Linked DNA regions of Mus musculus: region 2 is linked to region 1. The links are chromatin contacts, called in public HiChIP or PLAC-seq maps. All regions are on one chromosome and are shown on one strand. The core of a region is the stretch at or near the end of the contact, and the rest is flanking DNA. Distances in the headings are between cores, read along the strand shown.

Region 1 (4,145 bases), core at 467-2,966:
ACAACACAAGGTTTGCTACCGGCAGACAATCCTTTTCTGTAAGTGACAGGGGACAGGGAGGTAGGCAAGGTGCCCGTGAGTGGAAGTAACCAAGATTCGAGGCCGTAGCAAAGAATTAAACCCCTCAGAGTCATGTGGGAGGCACGGAGGTCAAACTTTACTAAGTTTCCAGAGAATAAAGTAGAGGTTAATGTAATCCTAAACAGACTCTTCCCCCCTTCACTTTTATTCCAATGATGGCCAAATGGGGCTTGGGAAATGACTCTGTTTGCCTTGCAAGCACAGGAACCTGACTTCAACTCTCAGAAACCAGAAAAAGCCAGAAAGAGGTACCCAAGCATGCTGACCCAGCCCTGGGGAGGTGAAGGCTGGCAGAGCTCACCCACCTCTCTTCAGAGGAGATGCAACCCCGACTATTCCCACATGCCATTGTTGGGATGGGACATTAGAACACTATAGACGCCCCTTGTTCTCCCCCATGTGTTCTCTCCTTTAAGCTTCATGGTAAGAAGTCTCTGGTTATCCTGATCAAAAGCATCTGTGCCTACACTCCAATGATCACCCACGACACAGAAAAAGAAACCAAGGAGTAGTGGAAGTTAGACGGCATGCTGCCACCACACAGCTGGTCAACAGTAGAGCGAGGATTTGAGCCCAGGTCATCTGAAGCTCATAAGCACACTAGCTGCTATTTGTTTAAGTGTTGTTCTGGCTCTGAAGAGCCTGCAATGCCCTTGAGTATCTATACTGATATAATAGATACTAAATAGTGGACATCTTAAGCAAACAAGGCTTCTCGGTGGATTTGCCAGAGATCTTCAGGGCAGCACTGCCCAGAGGTAACTGGAGGTCATCTATGGACCTTATCCAGCTATGAATATGGTGTCATCTCTATTCTCTTTACACCAAGCATCTGAACAAGGTACACCCAACACACGAGTGTGGAGAACCAATCACAGCTACAGAGGAGATTATGTTTTGAAGTCTGTGGTCATTAGTATTAATTATTCCTGGACAAGCTCTAGAATCTCTAGGAGAAATGCCCCCAGGGCATGCCTATGGGCAGTTATCTTGATTAAGTTAACTGAGGCAGGAAGGCCAGCCCGCTGTGGGTGGCACTATTCCCTAGGCTGGGAACTCAGACTACATGAAAAGAAGAAAATGAGTCGATCACAGTCATTTATCATTCACTGTTTCTTGGCTGTGGATGTCACATGACCCCAGCATTCTGCAAAGTATAAGTCATCTCTTTGATGGACTGTAAACTGGAACAATAAGCTAAAATAAAACCTTCCTTCCTGAAGTTGCCTTTGTCACCATAATAAGAAAAGAAAAGAAAAGAAAAGAAAAGAAAAGAAAAGAAAAGAAAGGGAAAGAAGAGAAGAGAAAAGAAAAGAAAAGTCAAAATCCCAGTATGGGTTGGCAATCTTTACCTTGGAAGTCATATTTGATTCCATTCAAAGCATTGCCCATTGGTTCATGTGTTGCTAGGAGAATGGCGGGGCCTCTGACCATCAAAATGGCATAGAGCTTCCCAGCAGCAGCATTTCAGCTGGTGGTTCTCCTAAACTTAGACTTCTTTATCGCTTATACGATCTCATGGGTGGCAATGACTTCCAAAGGATGATTCAGACCTGGCATTGAGGAGCACAGCAAGCACATATCACAGCTGCCGTTTCTCCCAGCCACTGCCACCCACGAGGGCTTTCACAATGAGCCTGTTGCACCAGGAGCCAGGTGCAGCCAGCATTGTTTATCAGCAGGTGTTAGACAAGCCCATGGGAACCTCACTTTCCTGCCAGGCAGCAAAGGCCCTGGTTCCTGCTCTTCTTGGCTTTATAACCGAATGTCACGGCAGGGCTTTCCAAAGCCACAAAACCCACAGAAATAAACCAGGGTGGCAAATTTTGCCTCCCTTAGCAGTAGTACTCCTTGTTCAGTAGGTACTGTAATTGCTTTCACAAAGTAATGTTTGCTGTGAGCCAAGTCCCTAGACCACCACCAAAGAAGACACTCGAAAAGATCTCTGGCCTCAGTGTGAACTGCTGTAGATCCATCCATCTTCTCTGCCTGTATTCTTCATGAAACTGGGCACGACGTGTTCGTCTTTTCATTCTCAGGTATCTCTTACATGTTTGCCATGTCCGTACATACTTTTTGACACTCACCACTGTGCAGGGTATACCTTTATTGCCTTCGAAGTCCATGCCCATCCCTGAAGAGTTAGCAGTTCTTTCTTCATTGTTTTTAGTTTCCATTTTTAAACTCTAACTTTTTTTTATTGTTTCCTTTGATGGTGCTTTTTAAAAAATAATAATAATTCTTTTTCTGTTCACCAAAGTACTTCGTTTTCAATGTAGAAAATTTGAGAAATAGCAGGCACAGTGGTGCAGAGAGCTGAGACTACAGAGGCAGGCAGCTGTCTGTGAACTGGAGGGCAAACTGCTCTACACAGCAAGTTCCAGGACAGCAAGGTCTACACAGTGAGACCTTCTGTCAAAATTAATTAATTAATTAATTAATTAATTAATTTTGGGGAAAATATATACATAAATCCTATAACTTTGCCCTATGTAGCACTATTGGTGTTTTCCTATGCTTATTTGTAATGCTTTGTAATTTTATATATTTTAATCCAAATTATGACATATATTTGTACCCAAGTATAATATATACTTTCCTTATTTAACATTGTCTCTTAAGAATCTTAGTATCATTAAATAGTTTTTAAAAATGTTTTATTTGTTGGCTCCATAATATTTCATCTAAAAACCATGTGATGATTAACAACCTCCCAATTATTAGATCCACTTTGTTGTAAATGACTGGAATAAAAAACAGTGATGAGTAAATTTTTGCCTCCACACCAGTGTGTCTGATGCCGAACATGGAATAGGACAATGATGTGAACTTATTTGAGCTTTTTACCAAGTACTGCTCTCCAGAAGTTCAAAATCATTTTCAGTCCCTGGCAAGGTCTCCAGGAGGGGGGGGGGGGTTCCCTTTCTATCGTCGCTGCCCAAATCAAAAGCCTTTTCAGACCTTTGCTAATATACCAGGGCAGGAGGAGGGGTGACATTTTATTTTTAATTTGCATTTGCTTAATTACAAACATAGCAGAATATTTTTGCATTTCAATTACGACTCCATCTGGAGTTTATTTTGGTGTTTGAAGTGAGAAGAGGCTTTCATTTGAGTTCCCCTCCCCAAGAGCCGATGCCGTTTGGAAAGATGCATTGTGTGATGACCACTTGGTTGTCCACCGAGTTCTGGAAGGCAGACTATGGTCCAGCAGACCAGTCAGCCCCGCCACAAGTCCAGGAGGTTACTGTTTCGGTTTTGACAACTGGCCTTGAACTCACTATGTAGCTTGAAAATAGCCTCCCAAGTGCTGGGATTACAGGCATGTGCCACTATACCTGGTTTTATGTGATGCTTAGGAATCCAGCCCAGGGCTTCAAGCTTGCTCGGCAAGCACTCTACCAACTAAGCTACAGCCCCATCCCGACTATTTTATTAGTGTGCTCTTATACATTTCATAGCCAATAATTATTACTCCCATTGACTGTAGAATCGTTTTTATTTAGTGCTCTCTCCCTCTCTCTCTCTCTCTCTCTCTCTCTCACACACACACACACACACACACACACACACACACACACACACACACACATACACAATTACCCTGGGAATTTCAGACTAAGACTTATGAAGCTCATTAGCAGGCTTACATCATTGCATCCTGCAAGTGACATGTAGGATGTGTCCCATCATCTGAATCTCCCTTTGTATCTGTCAATAAAGTTTGGACATTTTTGTGTCAATGCTTCGAGGTATTGTGTGAGTTTTCTTGCTCATGTCATGGCATCCAACTCTTGCTTGGTCGCTTAGACGTGAGTGCTACTATTAGTGTGCTTGTCAGAATTACCTGTTAAATTCATACGTGAGCGAATTAAGTTTTACCGATTGGATTTCAGCACAGATCGGTTTAGCAATTCCTTGTGGGATTTAATAGTGTAAGTGATAGGAGATAAATCTCACACATTCAAAAAAAAAACTGTTCTCAAATTCAAATAAATCCCAGTTTTTAATTTAGTCTCAAGATCTGAAAGTTTGCATGCATATCTACATAGCATGCTTATTTA
Region 2 (4,145 bases), core at 890-3,389, 160 kb after region 1:
GGTGGGTGGGTGGGTGGGTTGGGTGGGTGGGGATGGTTGGTTACACAACATCCTTCTTCAGAGATCCCTTCTGAATGAGAAGTCCTATATTTTCTTCTTTCCCTCTCTTAATGCTTCTATTTTCTGGATACACTTTTGTTCCGTTGGGCCCCAGCATCTGTCAAAGTCAACAAAATGAGTGCCTCTTATACTTGATTCAGATCAGGCAGGACTGTCCCAGCTCTGAGAGTGAGAAGTGTATGTAGCCATGAGTGTACCGTTCTGCTGTCCATACACTCTTTAGACCACAAAGGGGGGAAAAAAACAAATAACAGATTAATAAAGCGTGTAGGAAACACCTACACAAGAGGCGGTGGATCAGGGTCATTGAATCACTCCTGATTCAGGGTCAGCATCTCTGGGGGAGGGGGAAGAGATGGTCCTCCTCACAGGAAGATATGGCCAGGACCCCAGCTTGCAGCAGATGGAGAAACAGCAGGTCCCTGGCAGTCTGCCCTTCTTTTTCTTCTTGACCTTTCAACTCCACCATAGCTGCCTTTTGTGTCTCAGGGTGAAAGCTATGGGCTCTAGTTCCCTCTAGTCCTCCAAGGACAGAAGAATGAGACACCCCTAGCTGTCTGTCTTGGCTGTGGGGGTGGATGACAGCTTGGTACTGGACAGGTGTCTATGTCACCTGACTGATGGGAATCCTAGTCTGAGAAACCTGAGTCTATCCTGGGTCTTACCCCCAAAAACTCTGCTCCTACCCTGCAAGATGACAGGGGCTGGTGGAGAGCATGCACTGGCAAGAGAGGAGCAGCGTCACCAACAATTGCAGGGATTGTTCTGCCTCCTATACTTCTACAGTGTGGTCCTTCAAGGAATGTTGGGGCCTCTCCACTTCCCACCACATCCCTATCCAAATAGACCTAGACCTGGCCGGTGCTGGAAAGAAGGCTACAGGTCGTCCGTAGTCAGATAGAGGTTGATTTAACATCCGAGTCAATAAGAGTTGGACTCGGGGCTGGAGAGATGGCTCAGCAGTTAAGAGCACTGGCTGCTTTCCCAGAGGTTCTGAGTTCAATTCCCAGCAACCACATGGTGGCTCACAACCATCTGTAATGGGATCCCATGCCCTCTTCTGGTGTGTCTGAAGATAGCTACAGTGTACTCATATACTCAAAAAAAAATCTTTTAGAGAGAGAGAGAGAGAGAGTTGGACTCAGGACAATGAATGTGAGAATAACATTCACTTTGCACAAATCTGAAAGTGTGACTAAGGCAAGTGTGACTTCCCTGTATGCAGTAAGGGAACTGAGGCTGTGCACAAGGGCTCCAGCTCATCTCTCTGGCCCTAAGGGCGTTGCTCTTTCACCGGAGATGGGGCTGCTCCGTTTCTGTGAAGCCCACAGCAGCTGTCCTGGGGAGTTGATAGGCATCTGATAAGCAAAAAGATCTGAGCCTGTGCACACCTGTAATCCTAGCTGCTCCTCCAGAGGCTAAGGCAGGAAGATCACAAGTTAAAAAGCCTTGAGGGGCTACAGAGTGAATTCAAGGCTGGTTGGAACAACTTTGTGAGTCTCTGTATCAAAATCTAAAGAAAATAAGGAAAAAAAGAAGGTAGAGAGAGAAAAGACAGGGACAGAGAGAAATGGATCTTACACAGAGAGATCTTTAGAGATGGACTGTTAGTTTATTCATTCCTGAAGCATTACCACCCATATATGGGAAACAATCAGTACGGTGTGGGTGTGTGGGTATGTATAAAAAGCACGTAAGCTTCCTACTGTCTTTAAGGGAAGACTACATATAGAAAAAATGGATATAGTCCTAGAATTGTCCTCTGTCGTGCAGTGCATTGTCTGTTCTTCAAGTAGCCTTAAGGCCACAGTTTTGGTGTTTCTGTGAAGGATCTCATTGGATCCTTTTGCCAAACCTTCAAAGAAAGAGGTTATCATCCACTTTGCAGGTGACAAGAGAGAGTTCAAAGAACTCTATGGCCTGTGGCCAGCCCAAAGTCACAGGCTAGAGACAAGACTTAGCATCAGAGCTCTCTGTCTTGTCAGGCATGCTCTGACCTCACCTTTTCCCTTCTGGCTCTTCTTCCCTTCCCCTCCACTTCCAAAGCAGTCACACGGTGTCCAAGCCCATCCTACTCCCAGGGGCAAGTGGAAGCATCCCACAAATTTAAAAGGCTTAAAACTTGATGATTTGGACTGTGGAGAAAGCAGGGGAAGAAGAATTGCCTGTTTGGGAACAGTCTGCCCATCTTCCCATCATATAGCCACTGAGGTTTAGGCTCAGGAGTTACCACAAAGGGAGCTCTGTCTAATCAAGTCTTGGGTATATCTTGGAGGTTCAAGGACACTCACTACCTTGCCACTCACCAAGTGCCTACCAGATACTTTCAGGGAACAACAAGCTGAGTCCATTATGTTCCCATGGCATTTTACAAGCCACGTCCTGTCCTGCCTCCTTCCTGCTGTTTATCTCAGTGAGTTCCCACTGAGGGATGAAGGCGGGAGGGAGCACATGCCTCCTGCCTAGTAAGTCTCCAGTTGAATGGTTGGAATACTGTCTAGACGGGCTTTTCGAGAGAAGCAGAAGTTGGCTCTCCATTTTCCATGGGTTCCACGTCTATGGATTCAACCAGCTGCAGCCTGGAAACGCACAGGTAGCATCATAATAACACACACAGATTTCTCTTGCCACGTTCCCCCAACACGGCAGCATAAAGAACAGCCACCTGCAGGGCACTCACACTGTATCAGAAACAAAGTCATCTCAACGAGATTTTCAAATCTATGAAAATGTGTGTAGGTTCCATGCAAATACCACGCTACTTGGTATAATAAGTATGGCAACTAGAACATCCTCCGCTATTGGTAACCTTTGTCCATGCAGACTGGGCGATATGGACACATTCTTGCACAGAGGGATTGATCCCTGAGACATTGGCTTCTAAAATTGTGGCGCTGGAAAGTTCACATTGTGTTAAGGTGGGCAGTCTGCCAACTTAGGCAGAAGACAGAACTCTTTGGGATGCCCCAGTCTTGCAACATTCAAGCAAATTGTAAAGGGGTGGTCTGTTCTGTTGTGCTCTAAAGCAAATGATTGCCATTGTCGATCATTCCAAAGCCTTCACAACAGCTTCCACTTTAGTGTTTGTTCCAAGTGGCCACCATAGGCAGGCCGAGAAAAAAAATCACAAGTACATATGTCCCTCAAAAGCCTAGAGATTTATAGTGATGCTACAGATACTGTTAAAGGGGAGAGGGAGATGTCATAGGCTGGTGATTGTCGACAGCACGATCAGCATGATGACCATGAACTTACAATCACAAGGTCTACAGCCAGCTTGCTGTTGCTATTTGCATTCTGTGTGCTTGCAGAAAACATTTGAAGAATCAAGGAATCAAGCAAAACTCCAAACACTGTCAAGAGACCAGTTAATGAGCTTCATTGACGATGCGCTCTAGGTAATAAAAATGCTGTTTTATCTCCACCCAATCACGTAGTTTGAGAACGATGAATGGCCTTGATTCGGAAGCCCCCGTTTGACATACCCATGGCCTCAGAGCCTTTCTTTCCAACACGATTGCAAGCTCCCTAATTCAACCTTTATTTAGTATTTACCATATGTGAGGCTTGCTGGAAATACTGCCAGGCATTGTCTCAGCGGTTGTAAGTCACTTCACTTACAGCCTCTCAATGATGCTGAAAGGTATGTACAGTCAGCCTTCTTTTATGATCCAAACCAATGAAAACATCAGCAATTTTCTTGGGGTCACTGAGTATAAGACATGGTCCCTGCAACTCAAATGCCCACTGCCTGGCTCCTGACACAGCAGGCCTACTCCGGGGGGGAGAGGTGGGGGGAGACGAGAGCATAAACCAAAAGGCCTTCTTAGCTTTGTGTTTTGATGACTGGGAGTGGTGATATCACACAGGAGTCTCCGAGCATGCCTAAGACAGACACGAGCAAGACAGGTCAAAACAGAGTGGGACATCAGTAGATTCAGAGTCTGGCAAACCTGAGGCTAATAAATTCTAGACGTTGGGAATTTGATATGAAAATGAGCATTTGCTTAGAATACGGAAAATTTTATACTTCAAAGAGTTTACAATAAATGTTTTACCATCCAGAAGAGCCATCTAATCTTTTT

The links. HiChIP or PLAC-seq counts read pairs in DNA pulled down with a chosen protein or histone mark.
Region 2: an H3K27ac HiChIP or PLAC-seq map of T-cell acute lymphoblastic leukemia shows a contact between it and region 1, with 5 times the contacts expected there. The contact joins two enhancer-like sites. A contact is called at or near these places in 2 of 484 Hi-C or Micro-C datasets (embryonic stem cells and forebrain) and 4 of 115 datasets of contacts at active chromatin or transcription factors (the SCID.adh cell line, T-cell acute lymphoblastic leukemia, embryonic basal ganglia and 1 more).

What each region holds. Positions count from the first base shown.
Region 1 is chr7:73,198,430-73,202,574 of GRCm38.p6, forward strand. Gm30075 (predicted gene, 30075) reads right to left here. Exons shown (of 5, transcript NR_166609.1): 5 at 4,069-4,145. Among named protein-coding and RNA genes, the nearest start is that of Gm20083, 17 kb to the left of the region's middle. Within about 2 kb of position 1,717, at least 21 of the 459 cell types and tissues checked have an H3K27ac peak or open chromatin away from gene starts, as enhancers often do. A contact at or near this core is called in the SCID.adh cell line and T-cell acute lymphoblastic leukemia, where this site is marked.
Region 2 is chr7:73,357,337-73,361,481 of GRCm38.p6, forward strand. All of the region lies in intron 1 of A730056A06Rik (RIKEN cDNA A730056A06 gene), which reads right to left. Among named protein-coding and RNA genes, the nearest start is that of Rgma, 16 kb to the right of the region's middle. Within about 2 kb of position 2,140, at least 4 of the 459 cell types and tissues checked have an H3K27ac peak or open chromatin away from gene starts, as enhancers often do. A contact at or near this core is called in the SCID.adh cell line and T-cell acute lymphoblastic leukemia, where this site is marked.